Linked DNA regions of Mus musculus: all the other regions are linked to region 2. A link is a contact called in public Hi-C and HiChIP or PLAC-seq data. All regions are on one chromosome and are shown on one strand. The core of a region is the stretch at or near the end of the contact, and the rest is flanking DNA. Distances in the headings are between cores, read along the strand shown. Region 1 overlaps Sp1 (trans-acting transcription factor 1). Region 2 holds the start of Itgb7 (integrin beta 7). Region 3 overlaps Gm41404 (a long non-coding RNA gene).

Region 1 (4,480 bases), core at 448-2,947, 200 kb after region 2:
AGAAAAAAGAAATGATATGCCCATGAAGCAAACTGAAATTCCTAAACAATGTATATGTGAAACTAAGCGTGTCTCCAAGAGTACTTGAATTAGTCCAGAAGGATACACATCAACCTCAACTTTGTTCTGACTGCTTTTTGGCTAATTTATCTTTTTTTTTTTTTTTTTTAAACTAGGAGAGAAGAAATTTGCCTGCCCTGAGTGCCCTAAGCGTTTCATGAGGAGTGATCACCTGTCAAAGCATATCAAGACTCACCAGAACAAGAAGGGAGGCCCAGGTGTAGCCCTGAGTGTGGGCACATTGCCCCTGGACAGTGGGGCAGGTTCAGAAGGCACTGCCACTCCTTCAGCCCTTATTACCACCAATATGGTAGCCATGGAGGCCATCTGTCCAGAGGGTATTGCCCGTCTTGCCAACAGTGGCATCAACGTCATGCAGGTGACAGAGCTGCAGTCCATTAATATCAGTGGCAATGGTTTCTAAGATTAGACACCCAGTGCCAGAGACATATGGGCCAATACCCACTAAGCCCGGGATGCAAGGTAGCATGGGTCCAAGAGACATCTGGAAGAGAGAGCCATGAGGCATTAATGTGCTTGGTGGTAGGAAGAATTGGGAGATGGTACAAAAAAAAGAGATGGGATTGTGGCACCCAATGTCACTGGTGACTCCTTGAAAATGGAAAATATTAGTGAAAATTCTGTTGGTGCCACCCTTTGATCAGCATTTATCTCATCCCAGGTTCTTCTTACACTTCTTACCCCAGCCTCCTCTTCCTGTTTTTCCCTCTTAGCTCTCCCATGATGGATTCCCCCCCCCTTTTCCTAAAGCCATCATGCCTTGATAAATATATATGATCATTGAAATACTTTTTAACAAAAACAGATTCTATATTATATATATATATATATATTAAAAAATATATAGAGATGCTTTCACAGGGGCTGGCTGGGAGGAGGAAAAAGACCATTCTGTGACCAAAATACCTTGGTCTTTTTTTCTTTTCTTTTCTTTTCTTTTTTTTAAAAAAATTGCCTTATTTCTCAATGGCTGAGCCTTATCATGACACATCAAGCTTTCCTTATAAATGTTGTCCTGGCATCCCACCAGAGTAAGCATTCATACTTTCTGCTTTTAGTTCATATATACATATATAATGTGTCTTCTTTCTTAATTTTGTTATTTTATTTGGGATCAGCTCCTTGCACTCCTTTCCTGACTTAATCCTTGTCTCCCTTTCCTCACACGATCACTTCCTGTGTTGTTTTTGACAGTGATTCCTGGATTAGGCACTTGTGTTAATATTTTAAAGACTTTAGTTCCAGCAACAGAGTGGAAAAGCCTGAAGTATAGTCTGATGCTTGAAGTAGCTATGGAGGGAGTGTTCAAAATACTACTGACGCAAGCACCTTAGTGCTGGAGAGTCAAAACCATCTCCCTTTTTTAGCTGTTCTAAACATCAGAAATCAGAAGTCTTTCTGTGGAATTGTACAAGAGGCCCTTTGAAGGAGATATACTTCCAAAATGGTCAAATAGTAGGCAGCAGCTTTCAGTATGAAAAAGATGTTCTCAGAAAAGGAAATAACTCTTAGTCTTGGGTTCAGAAGTTAGTGGAATTATTCGGATTTCAGTATCATTGTCTTCCAAATAGCTATAAGCCTCAATGTATGGGCTTCTGAGTTCACACTCTGAAAGGAAGTACACTTCCTCTTTTGAACATTTCTGTAGTTCCTTCCTATTACTGTTTTAATGTTAAGGAGCATCAGCCAGTGAACCTGTTTGGATTTTCCATCCTGTAGAGTGCAAAACTTGTGCCAGTGGCAAAAGTGGTTCTTTAAAAAAAAAAAAAAGTCCCCCTTAACTCTTCCTTAGATATACTTGGGTGGTTCCTAAGGGAAAGGGAAGCACACAATCATGGGAACGATAGCCCAGAACAAAAAGAAATCTTGTCTTACCACTGTGGATTATAGGAGAAACTGGGAGAAATTATCCTGCTTTCTCTATGGCCTGATTCCAGAAGAGACTGATCCAAACATTTTATCGGCAGGGAAACTCAGTGCGTTTGGCACTGAGACTTAAATGCAACCAGAATTGTCCTCAAGGCCCAGCCATTAAAGCATTGTCTCTCTAGACCTTGTGCTATCTTGTCAGAGAGCTTTTCACTGTGAGGAAGTATGGGAGTGGTTGAGTGTATGTGTGAGATCTGTTAGGTTGGGGATAGGTTTTCTGTTAGCCAATATTTAAAGAGACCTGCAATAAAAAATTACCCTGATCTGATAGAGAAACTAAATTGTTTTTGTATGACTGCGTGTGAATGTATTTGTGCCTGTATATATCTACATGCAGATGAGAACTTATATTTGAAATTGTTGGAAAATAAATTCAGATCAAAACGCCTTTCAGGTCCAGTATCTAGAAATTGGTCATAAAACTTGGGTATGTTCCTAAGGTCAGTTCTCTGCTTATGCTAAATCGGTTAACAGTTATGGGGTTGGGGGGATATCCTAGTGCACTTTCTAAAGAAGAAACTATTTTTGTGTTTGAAAATGAAATCAACATCCAAATCTATAGTGGATTCCTTATTCTAACTTCTCTATCTTGGCTACAAATAGATTATAGTGTTATTATACATTTTATGTAAATTCCATCTAAACTAGGTTCTTGATAAGTTTATGGTATTGTTAGCTTGAAATACTAACATTAGTTTATTCCATTTGGTCCTTTCTATGCAGACTTAATACTGTTATCAAGACTCAGGAAATATTTCAAGGGACTGTCCCCAAATCACATGTTATTAATGTTGACGTAAAAGTTATCTGTCCTCAGCCACCATCACACCTTTTATTCCTAAAGAAAAGCAGAACTCAAACAAACCGTGTTATTTTACATTTATAATCATGTACTTTGCATCTCTGGAGGAAGAGGGCAGGATAACTCAGTGGAGTGTGCAGTATTTTGCTAGAAAATTTCAAGAAATAGAATCTTGTTCAGTATGAGGTGATTAGTTACAAGCCGGCTTCGAGATGCTGAGGACTATAAGCCTTTGGATAAGTTATCTGATGGTGTTTTCTCTCTTGGGTGAAAAGCTGATGATTGACCCTCAGCATCTGCTACATTAACACATTACCATGAATTAATTTACATCAGATTCTTTCTGCTTTTTAAATTTCCTTCTCCGGTGTCTTATTTGACCATAAAATGGAATCAGTTTCCGCTCTTGTCTCCCTGTCTGTGAGCCGCTCAGCCTTTTCTAAAGTTAAGAGACTACATTCCTCTAGTCAGGGTCTCATGACTGAAAAATAACCTTTCCCCAAACTTTTGGCCTTCAGAATTTAACATAACTGGCATGCATATTGATTCTGAAATTCTTTTCATTACATTTTTGTTGTTTGGGGTTTTTTGTTTGTTTTGTCTCATTGAGACAGGGTTTTACTCTGTAGCCCAGGCTAGCCTGGAATTCACTGTTAACTCAGACTGGCCTGGAATTTTGAATAATTTTTTTGCCTTCTAAGTGTTGGGATTACAAGTATATGTCACTATGTCCAGCCTTCATGATTTTTCACTTAATTTTTAAAAAAAATGACGGCACCTTGCAAAGTGGTGGGTGACCACCAATATAATCTTGTTTTTTGTTTTGAAATAGGTCTTTCTAGGTACCCTTGGCTGATCTGAATTTATATGTAGTCCAGGATGCAGCGATCTGTCCACCTTGGCCTTTCAAGTGTTAGGGGTTACAGGTGTGTGCCACCACATCTAGCAGAAATAGTAATCTTAAAGCATTCATTTCCTTGTCCTAGGCTGCCCATTTGTACTCATTTACAAACTATTTGACTGTGTCATCTTTTTCCTAGAAAGGACCAACTCACCATCTTCCTTCAGGGACCTCCTAACAGGCACCCTTCGGGGTGCTATTCAAAACGCAATATAATGGTTCTTTCTCAGCTTGGTCTCAGAATAAATAGACCCTTTAATCACAGAAAATATAGACTGAAGTATGGGATGAAGGTGTTATAATTTGGGGAGGGTGGGAGACTAAAGCTGTAAATTACTATGGCTGATTTATTTCTACTATATACATATATTTTTTGCTTTTGTATATCCTATATAGAAAACTAAGCATTGTATTTTTTTAACAAATCTGAGAAAGCACTATGAACTGCAGGTGTTTGACTTTCAGAATATATTTTGTATTGTTAATACTTCACATTATGTGAATACTGGACGCTGCAGATCTTTGTAGGCCGCAATAAAATTGGACACTTTTTGAGGGGTTCTTTGGAGGTGCTAATCAGGCCTCTGTTACACTTTGAAGGAGCCCTGGTGCTACATGATTAACGTTTCATTCAATTTTAAGTGCCCTAATGTCTTTTTGGACCTTGGGATCAGTTGAGAAGTGATTTAGAGATCAGGTACCGAGGGAGTGAGGATAGTGTGCCTGCCTCAGCTAAGGGCCTCTTTCATGGTTTTACTTTCCATAGA
Region 2 (4,084 bases), core at 1,136-3,635:
CAGCTGTAGGAAGTCAAAATTTAGTCAATTGGTTAATTTTAAAATTAATCAGGCCCAGCTGGGCATAGTGGTACACAGCTTTAATCCCAGCACCTGAGAGGCAGAAGCCAGCCTGGTCTTGAAATCAGAAATCCGTCTGCCTCTGCCTCCCAAGTGCTGGGATTAAAGAAGTGTGCCATCACTACCCGACTAGAGATTTTTTTTTTTAATGAATAAAAATCAAATAGGCAGTGAGTCAAAAATAAAAGATGTTAGGATGATGCATGCTGTTATACCAATACCTGGAGATAGAGGCCGAAGAACAAGACCAGACTAGACCATATGTCTCAAAAGACATTTTCATTAATCAAAATTAATAATGCTACATTATTCAAGACAATATGGGGACTGGAGAGCTGGCTCAGTGGTTAAGAGCACTGACTGCTCTTCTAGAGGTCCTGAGTTCAATTTCCAGCAACCACATGGTGGCTCACAACCATCTATAAGGGGATATGATGCCTTTTTCTGGTATGTCTGAAGGCAGCAACAGAGTACTAACATATATAAAATAAATAAATCTTTAAAAAAGAGAGAGAGAGTGTGTGTGTGTGGTAGTAACATAAAGCTAAGCATTAGTAAACCAGAACTGGAGCTGCAGAGCCATGTTTGATAGCGCAGGGCGGGTAGAGGTAGGTGGATCTCTGTGAGTTTAAGGCCAGCTTCGTCTACATAAGGAGTTCTAGACCAGCCTGGACTACATAGAGAGATCCCGTAATTCCTTATAAACTCCCTCTGTGTGAGTTAACAAGTAGTTAACCTAAAATGATGGGCGTCACATTCAATTATCTGGGGTCTGATGGATGTCTAGCACAGCATCTGACAAGCATGTTAAAACCCCTCGTTTCCACCTTCGACTTCACCTAAAACCTTCATAGTTTCTTCTCTTTCTTTTAGATTTTAATATTTTTTGGTCGGATTAATTCCTTCTCCTTGATGTGTCTAACGTCACGCGTGCCCCCAGAGCGCAGAAGCATCAGGTCCCTTGCCAATGCAGTGATGGATGGTTGTTAAGCAATATGTGGGTGCTGAGGGGGGCGTCAAACCTGGATCCTTTGCAAGAGCAACAAGTGCTCTTAGCCACCGAATGCTCTCTCCAGTCTCAAAAATGTAATGGTTTCTAATTGCCTACTGTGACTAATCATGACACACACACACACACAAGGAAAGCACATGCAGCCATCACACACGTGCAGATGACTCTCAAGGAACCCTCTGGAAGACTGGCAGTACCCGCCGGCAACACTGGTAAGTAGAGACTGCAGCGTAAGCTCCCTAGGGATTGTGCTATGGTGTTCCCATGGCCACCAGCAGTGTACAAGAGCCTGCTAGCCAGCAACCACAACCCCCTCAGCTTGGGTCCAGACTCAGGTACTGATGCTCTTTACAGGGAGTATGGGGAAGGGTGGGGTACTGAGCCGTTGAACACCCCATCCTGCTCACCACCCCATGTGACCTCAGATGGGTGTAGTACATTACAGAGCTTCTGCTCTCAGGGAGAGGCTGACCCCAGGCTTAACCTCACTGAAACCTCAGACCTGCGTGCTTTGCGCTGTGGTCAGGGAGGCTCGAGACTCTGCAGCACAAAATTTAGTTCTGACTCATCTCATAGATGGGGCTTCACTTCCACTCCCCCCACAAGACAGAGACATCAAGTCCACTCATCTCTCCTAAAGGGGGCTCTGAACTCATACATGACCTCTCCTGCCCCTCTCAATTCTGTCCCTTTCTCCCTTCTTTGGCAATCCATGTATCTTGCCACCTGCTGCCTGTCTCCTTCCATGCACACACGCATGCGTATGTGTGCGTGTGCATGTGTGTGTGTGTGCATGTGTGTGAGCATGCACATGTACAGTGCAAGCCTCAGTAGACCAGGAATGTGGAGTCTGTGGCTAAGGTGCCAAGTGGGAAGACTTCTGGACTGTGCAAAAAACATCAAGTTGCAAAGATAGCAGCCAGGGACAGACAGGAGATGCTGGGAGAAGCACAAGAGTAAGTAAGCCTTAGCTCTCAGAAAACACTCACGTATAGCATCGCAATCTCCTTCCCTCCCTCTGGCTCCACTGGAGAAACAAATGGATGAGCAGCAGGAGGCTGGGATAACCGAGAAAGAAATAGTGGGGACCATAGGAGTGCAGAAGGGGGTTCAGAGCCTTTCTCAAGACTAGACAGAGCACTGGAGAGCCCAGATCACAGAGAGGTAGGGAACAAGTAGGCCTGGGTGAGAGGAGGAGGTGGGTGGGCTGCTGCCCTGAGGGTACTCACAGGTGCTTGAGGAGGAGCAGCCCTTCCTCCGCCGGTGGCAGTGGCAGCCCTTGTGTACAGATGGAGAGGCAGCAGAGGAGGAAGTGACACACCCTGGGGTGGGGGGACTCTTGGAGGGTGGCTGATCTAGCAGAAGGTGGAGCAGATAGGAGTGGGCTGGGTAAAGAAAGGACCTAGGAGTCCCATCTACTAAGCACTGCTCCTGTGCTAAAGAAGTACAAGGAAGGGTCACCAGAACAGCGCCGGATAGTGGCGGTGCCCCCACCCCTGCCCCCACACATGTCACAGACGCAGAGATTGAAGCCCAGACTCTAAAGAGAGATCGACTTTGCAAAATGTCACACAGGTAGCAAGGGGCTGCTGGGCTGTAATCTAAATCCAACTCAGCTTCCTTCCAAAACTCAATGTTCTCTCCAGTATCACAGAGAGGAAGGAGCAGACAGGAAGAAACATGAAGGAAGGTGGTTTCTGTTCCTTTGGAAAACTCAGGGGCCATTGAGTTGTGATGACTGCCTTTCGTGCTAGGTATCCATCTTGGTTCCAATAGCCACTTGTCTTTTGATTTGCCAGGAAAATAAGTTCCCAGTAACCCTGACACACCGGCCTTCACCCACAAGCCTACATCTGTACTTGTTTTGATAGAATCGGTATTTGTCGCTGTTGTTGGTTTTGTTTTGTTTTGTTTTGTTTTCTCTGACATTCTTGTGCAGACATTCTGGACTACTTTGAGGTCCCCTTGACTACTACCTCTTGGCAGAGCAAAACAGCTCTTGGCTTGCATATGCAGATACTCAAGGTCTTGTGGTCTTCATTTTTAAAAATCCTTTCCTCATCCCTTATTCCCCTTTGAGTGGCAGACTCTAATTTGGCTCAGAGATTGCTGTCCTGCTACCAGTATCAATAAATTTAACTAATTATAACCTGGATTGAATCAAGGTCTTTCCCTAGAAGTCTCGACTCCTGAGAGTACCACAGCTAAGCTATTTGGACTCTGAAGCCAACCTGCCTGAGTTAAAATCCTGGCTCTCTCTCCGTTAGCATGAAGTAGTAAAACTCCTTAGCTGTATTCTTTAATCCAGGGTTTCACAACCTGTGTGAGTCACAACCCCATAGGAGTTGAACAACCATTTCACAGGGGTTGCCTAAGACCATCAGAAATATCAGATATTTGCATTACGATTCATAGCAGTGACAAAAATTGCAATTATGACGTAGCAGTGAAAATGACTCTGGTTGGGGTCACCACAGCATGTGGGACTGGATTAAGGACTCGTGACGTTCGGAAGGAGGGGAGAACTTCCTATGGCTGCCATTTTATAGATCACCATAAAAAAATAAGACGGTGTCTATTTAAGAGACCATCTGGTACAGTAAGAAGGGTGTGTGAGGATGCGGCTCAGTGTCAAGATGCTTGCCCAGCTTTCAGGAGGCCTTAGGTTTGGTCTCTATCACTGAGAGAGGCAATAACTGTAGGAGTGAGGAGTCTAAGGGGATAAGAGGTGGAGGCTTTTTCTTTTAGGTTTATTATTTATTAATATATGTAAGTGCACCGTAGCTGTCTTCAGACACACCAGAAGAGGGAGTCAGATCTCATTACGGATGGTTGTGAGCCACCATGTGGTTGCTGGGATTTGAACTCTGGACCTTCGAAAGAACAGTTGGGTGCTCTTACCCACTGAGCCATCTCACCAGCCCGAGGTGGAGGCTTTAAGGGTCTAGACAGTTGGCAAGTTAGAGAGAGGCAGATGGCTAGGTTTGGGGGTGCCACTGGGGGTCCAGGAGC
Region 3 (4,028 bases), core at 331-2,830, 220 kb before region 2:
TTACTTAGCCTTTCCAAGATCCCTTTTCACCAACCAGAAATGTACATATGTCTGTCTGTCCATCCTTCAGAGAGGGGACAGGCTGGAGCACAGTCATGGGCTTCAGGTCACATTAGCTTGACTGTTATGGCACCCTCTGCATGAAACAGTCTCCTTGGAACAGATGAGTGTCTTCTCTGCAGCACCTGCCGGGCGACAAGAGACGACTGAAGAGGAGAGTTTGCTCAGGAGAAGGCTTGAGACCACCCAAAAGGAGCTGGCAACTGGGATGAGAGAAAGAGAGAGGATTCTACAGGGTTGTAATGAAGAGATAACAGGCAAAAATCACCCTCCATGCAAAGCAGACGCTTGCAAATCCAGTCCCTAGGGAGCAAGCCATGCAAATGGTGCCCTGCCTGTGACCTGGTCCCTGCCAGTGGTAAAGGCAGTTCTGAGGGTGGGCAGGAGAGTGGCAGTGGCAGTGGTGGCTCTCATTTGTTTGGCTTCTAAGTGTCACAGTGTCCTTTCTTTTCCTGCATATGTTACTTATGATCCTAAAACAGCCAGTGGGAGAGGCAGCATTCCCACTTGCAAATACAAACAATAAAGTTCAAAATTCCTCCTGCCAGAGTAATATGGTCAGAGCTCAGGCCCAGGCCCAGGCCCAGGCGACTTCCAAAGCCTCTAAGTAATTTCTACCGTGGTTCCACTTAGGAAATGTGTCCAAATAAAAGAAGCAATAGTCAAGCTGGGTGGTGGTACCAGGACAGCCTGGGCTACACAGAGAATCCCTGCTGGGGCTGGAGGGAGGCAATAGTCGGGCTGGCAATGGTGACCTGAGGCAAACCTACAGGCCCCTTGTGGCAGAAAAGAACTCCACAAGACCCATAGGACATGTTCCCCTCTTATGTACACATGTATGCACATAGAAATAAATGTAATTAAGAAAATAAAACAATAGTAGGGAAAAAAAAGCAGTGCTTGTCAAGAACACAAAGAAAATGCTCTCAAATCCAAAGCCACACAAATCGATCACATCAAGTCACACAGTCACTATCTGCCCAGTCTCTAAGCTATCCCCACTGAGGGACTCCAGCATGAGTAAAGGACCTCTGCCCAGTGCTGTGGAATGCTACGTGGGACAGAAACCTTGACTGCCTTGCAAACTGCATACATTTTGCACTAGAAAACCATCTCATTGAACTCTGGAACATGCTGGTTGAGTGGGTCCAGTGGCTGACTTGGCCTTGTCTACCATGAGATAAAACCAGACGGACCAGACTAGGAATACAGCCCAGTGGTAGGGCTCTTCCTAGAATGAAGGTGGGTTTCATTCCTACCTGGGAGGAGGGAGGAAAGAAGTAAGGAGAAAGGTAGGGGGAGAGAGAGGGAAGGAGAGAGAGAGAGAGAGAGAGAGAGAGAGAGAGAGAGGCTTAGCTTAGCTAAAGAACTAACCTGCTCCTCACTACCCTTTAACACACCTATCGTTCACATTCCCTGGTCTCTATGGGCTGAGATAACTCCAAATCCTCACACAGTGACCCATTCATAGGTCTCAGAGAAAGAAATCTGTTGACTTAGACAGTGAGATTGGACTGGCTCAAGGCCAGCCAGAGCCAGTTTAGCCTCTGAGACTTGTTAGGTATGTTCCCATGGCAACGGGAGTCACTCTGCAGTTTCTGCATTCCTGACAGAACTTTGTCATCCAGTCCCCAACGTATCACCCACCTAGCCTGCCCTGGTTTCCCAGGTGACAGCTAGGGGCCACCAAGAGTTACTGGTGACAGAAAACCAGCTTCAGGAACCCAGAAAGCATAGGGACCGCCCCAACAGGAGAGGGGAGGGGACTCTTCACTTCCAAACCAGTGTCCCTCACTCCAAAGCCTCCAACTGCACCTCCCCTGATTTCCTAGACATCTTCGTAGACCCATGGGCCCATGGCACCATGTCCTCCACGCCCAGTCATTCCCTACTCCCCCCCCCTCCCCCCCGTGGCCTGAGCCTGTCCCTTTTGACTGACAGCTTCCCATGAACATTCCACCTCTGCAGTCCTAAGGCCCTATCCACCCATTCCTCTACCTTGGCCTTGCCTACAGTCTCCCCCAGGAAGCCTCCAACATGGGTTCCCTCTGGCCTACCAGCTTAGAGCCTCTACTGTGTAGCCTTGGCTCCACAGGACATCACAGGGTTGGGCATGTGGTATGCACAGGTACGCCTAGGGTTTCCTTAAGGTTGTAATCCATACCATGGATGAGAAATAAGCCAAGGGTCCCGAGCCTGGCAGTTAAAATTTAGAAGCCAGTGAATGCCTGAACTGGGCCCTGTCTCCTCTGCTCCCGGTACTCTCCCGCACAGTGTCTGCTTTATAACCCATTAAAACCTCTCAGCTAAAACCAGGAAGACTGTTCAAACACCCTGTTTTCACAGATGAGGATGTGGAAGAGCGGACTCCAGGGACATCCCCTGAGGCCATAGAGCATACTGTACCTGGGCAGAAGCATGGTTCTCCCTCTCCCCTCCCCTTCTCCCCCTCCCCCTCCCCCTCCCCCTCCCCCTCTCCCTCTCTCTCTGGCTCCCCCTCCCCCCTCTCCCCACCCCTCTCACCCCCTACCTCTCCCCACCCCACCCCCGCTCCAATACCCAAAGTTGGGTTCCCTCTTCTCTGGATCTGTCAGCACCCAGACTATGACCAGCCAGCACCTCTGATAAGGGAGGTGGTGTCCAGAGACTAGAGCGGGGGAGGGGGGAGGCCGGGGGGGGGGGGGAACCCTAAACATAGATAAGCCACCTTTCCCACTCACCCCCAAACTAGCTATCTTCACTTCCTCTCTCATCTGCCAATCCACCCACCACACACTTCCAAAGAACACTAGGATTTGTGGTCAAAATCCATTTGTTTTGGGGAGTTATGACTCAAATTAAACAAAATTCCGGTCAGGAAGATGACTCAGCAGGTAAAGCCATTGCCACCACGAAGCCTGAAGACCTGAGTTTGATCCCTGGGACACAAATAGTAGGAGAAAAAAAAGTTGTTCCCCAATTTGTCCTTAGTCCTTCACCAGCACACCATGGTGTCCATGTGGACACACACATTCACTAATTAAATTATTTAATTAATTAAAATATAATGCCAGGGTGGTGGAATATGGCCTTTAATCCCAACATTAGGGAGGCACAGGCCAGCCTGGTGTATAGAGTGTCAGGCTAGTCCAGGGCTTCCTAGTGAAACTCTGTCTCAAAAAATAAACAAACAAACACACCTGGGGGGGGGTATTTTCTTTTAAACAAAATGCAGTAAATTTTTTGTTTTGAGAATTGTCTTAATCTAGAACAATGTAAACTAGCAAGAAAATTCCACTTGGGACCGGACTAAGCTGAGTTCCGGTGCCAGTGAGTCTCTGGGGTGCTGAGTTACATGGAGGAGCTACTTGCTGATCTACAGCAGACAGCATGAGGAAGGCATCAGCTTTGGCTTGGGCCTGTTGCCTATGTTCTCTCTTGTGTAAGATAAAGTACACAATTATAAGGTTTCCTCGGTTGAGGGCTGGTACAGCACACCTTTAATCCCAGCGTTCGGGAGGCAGAGGCAGGCAGATCTCTAAGTTTGAGGCCAGCCTAGTCTACAGAGTGAGTTCTACACAGAGAAACCCTGTTTCAAAAAAGAAAGAAACAAAGAATTTTCTTGGCCCCTCTCTCCTGTTTCCCTCCCTTACCTAAAAAGATCCAGGCTAGTCTGCCTCAACTTACTTTCTCAGTACACTGACCTCAAACAGAACCCTTTCTCCTATCTCCCCCTTCCCCTCTTCCCCTCCTCTTCCCCCTCTCTCCCCCTCTCTCCCTCTCTCCCTCTCCCTCTCCCTCTCTCTCTTGTCAGGATCAGGCTGCCCAGCTGCCAAACACATAGTGGGCAAAACAAGCCTCCACAGGACAGGGCCTGAGCATGCAGCTATGACCTCCAGAAGCTGAGATGTTTAATGGGCTTCTGAAACCAGAGCTGTCAGACAGTCTGATTCCTGAGGAAGCCTGAGTGAGCCATCCCCCTCTCTCCC

What was found. A called contact is a pair of places that touch in the nucleus more often than the background predicts. HiChIP or PLAC-seq counts read pairs in DNA pulled down with a chosen protein or histone mark.
Region 1: a contact with region 2 is called in a Hi-C map of bone marrow-derived macrophages, with 26 read pairs. The contact joins the enhancer-like site here to the promoter of Itgb7 in region 2. A contact is called at or near these places in 2 of 39 promoter capture datasets (the C10 cell line and hippocampal neurons), 15 of 484 Hi-C or Micro-C datasets (B cells, the BV-2 cell line, the G1E-ER4 cell line and 12 more), 5 of 115 datasets of contacts at active chromatin or transcription factors (the SCID.adh cell line, acute myeloid leukemia, bone marrow-derived macrophages and 2 more) and 3 of 9 other capture datasets (adipose tissue, liver and pancreatic islet).
Region 3: an HNF4G HiChIP or PLAC-seq map of pancreatic cancer cells shows a contact between it and region 2. The contact joins the enhancer-like site here to the promoter of Itgb7 in region 2. A contact is called at or near these places in 3 of 115 datasets of contacts at active chromatin or transcription factors (embryonic stem cells and pancreatic cancer cells) and 2 of 9 other capture datasets (adipose tissue and pancreatic islet).

The regions. Positions count from the first base shown.
Region 1 is chr15:102,430,549-102,435,028 of GRCm38.p6, forward strand. Sp1 (trans-acting transcription factor 1) reads left to right here. Exons shown (of 6, transcript NM_013672.2): 6 at 177-4,480. The coding sequence ends at 484. Among named protein-coding and RNA genes, the nearest start is that of Amhr2, 13 kb to the right of the region's middle. Within about 2 kb of position 1,698, at least 3 of the 459 cell types and tissues checked have an H3K27ac peak or open chromatin away from gene starts, as enhancers often do. A contact at or near this core is called in bone marrow-derived macrophages, where this site is marked.
Region 2 is chr15:102,229,550-102,233,633 of GRCm38.p6, forward strand. Itgb7 (integrin beta 7) reads right to left here and starts at 2,386. Exons shown (of 15, transcript NM_013566.2): 1 at 2,302-2,386.
Region 3 is chr15:102,012,186-102,016,213 of GRCm38.p6, forward strand. Gm41404 (a long non-coding RNA gene) reads right to left here. Exons shown (of 2, transcript XR_875679.1): 2 at 1-185. Among named protein-coding and RNA genes, the nearest start is that of Gm41404, 3.0 kb to the right of the region's middle. Within about 2 kb of position 1,581, at least 61 of the 459 cell types and tissues checked have an H3K27ac peak or open chromatin away from gene starts, as enhancers often do. A contact at or near this core is called in embryonic stem cells and pancreatic cancer cells, where this site is marked.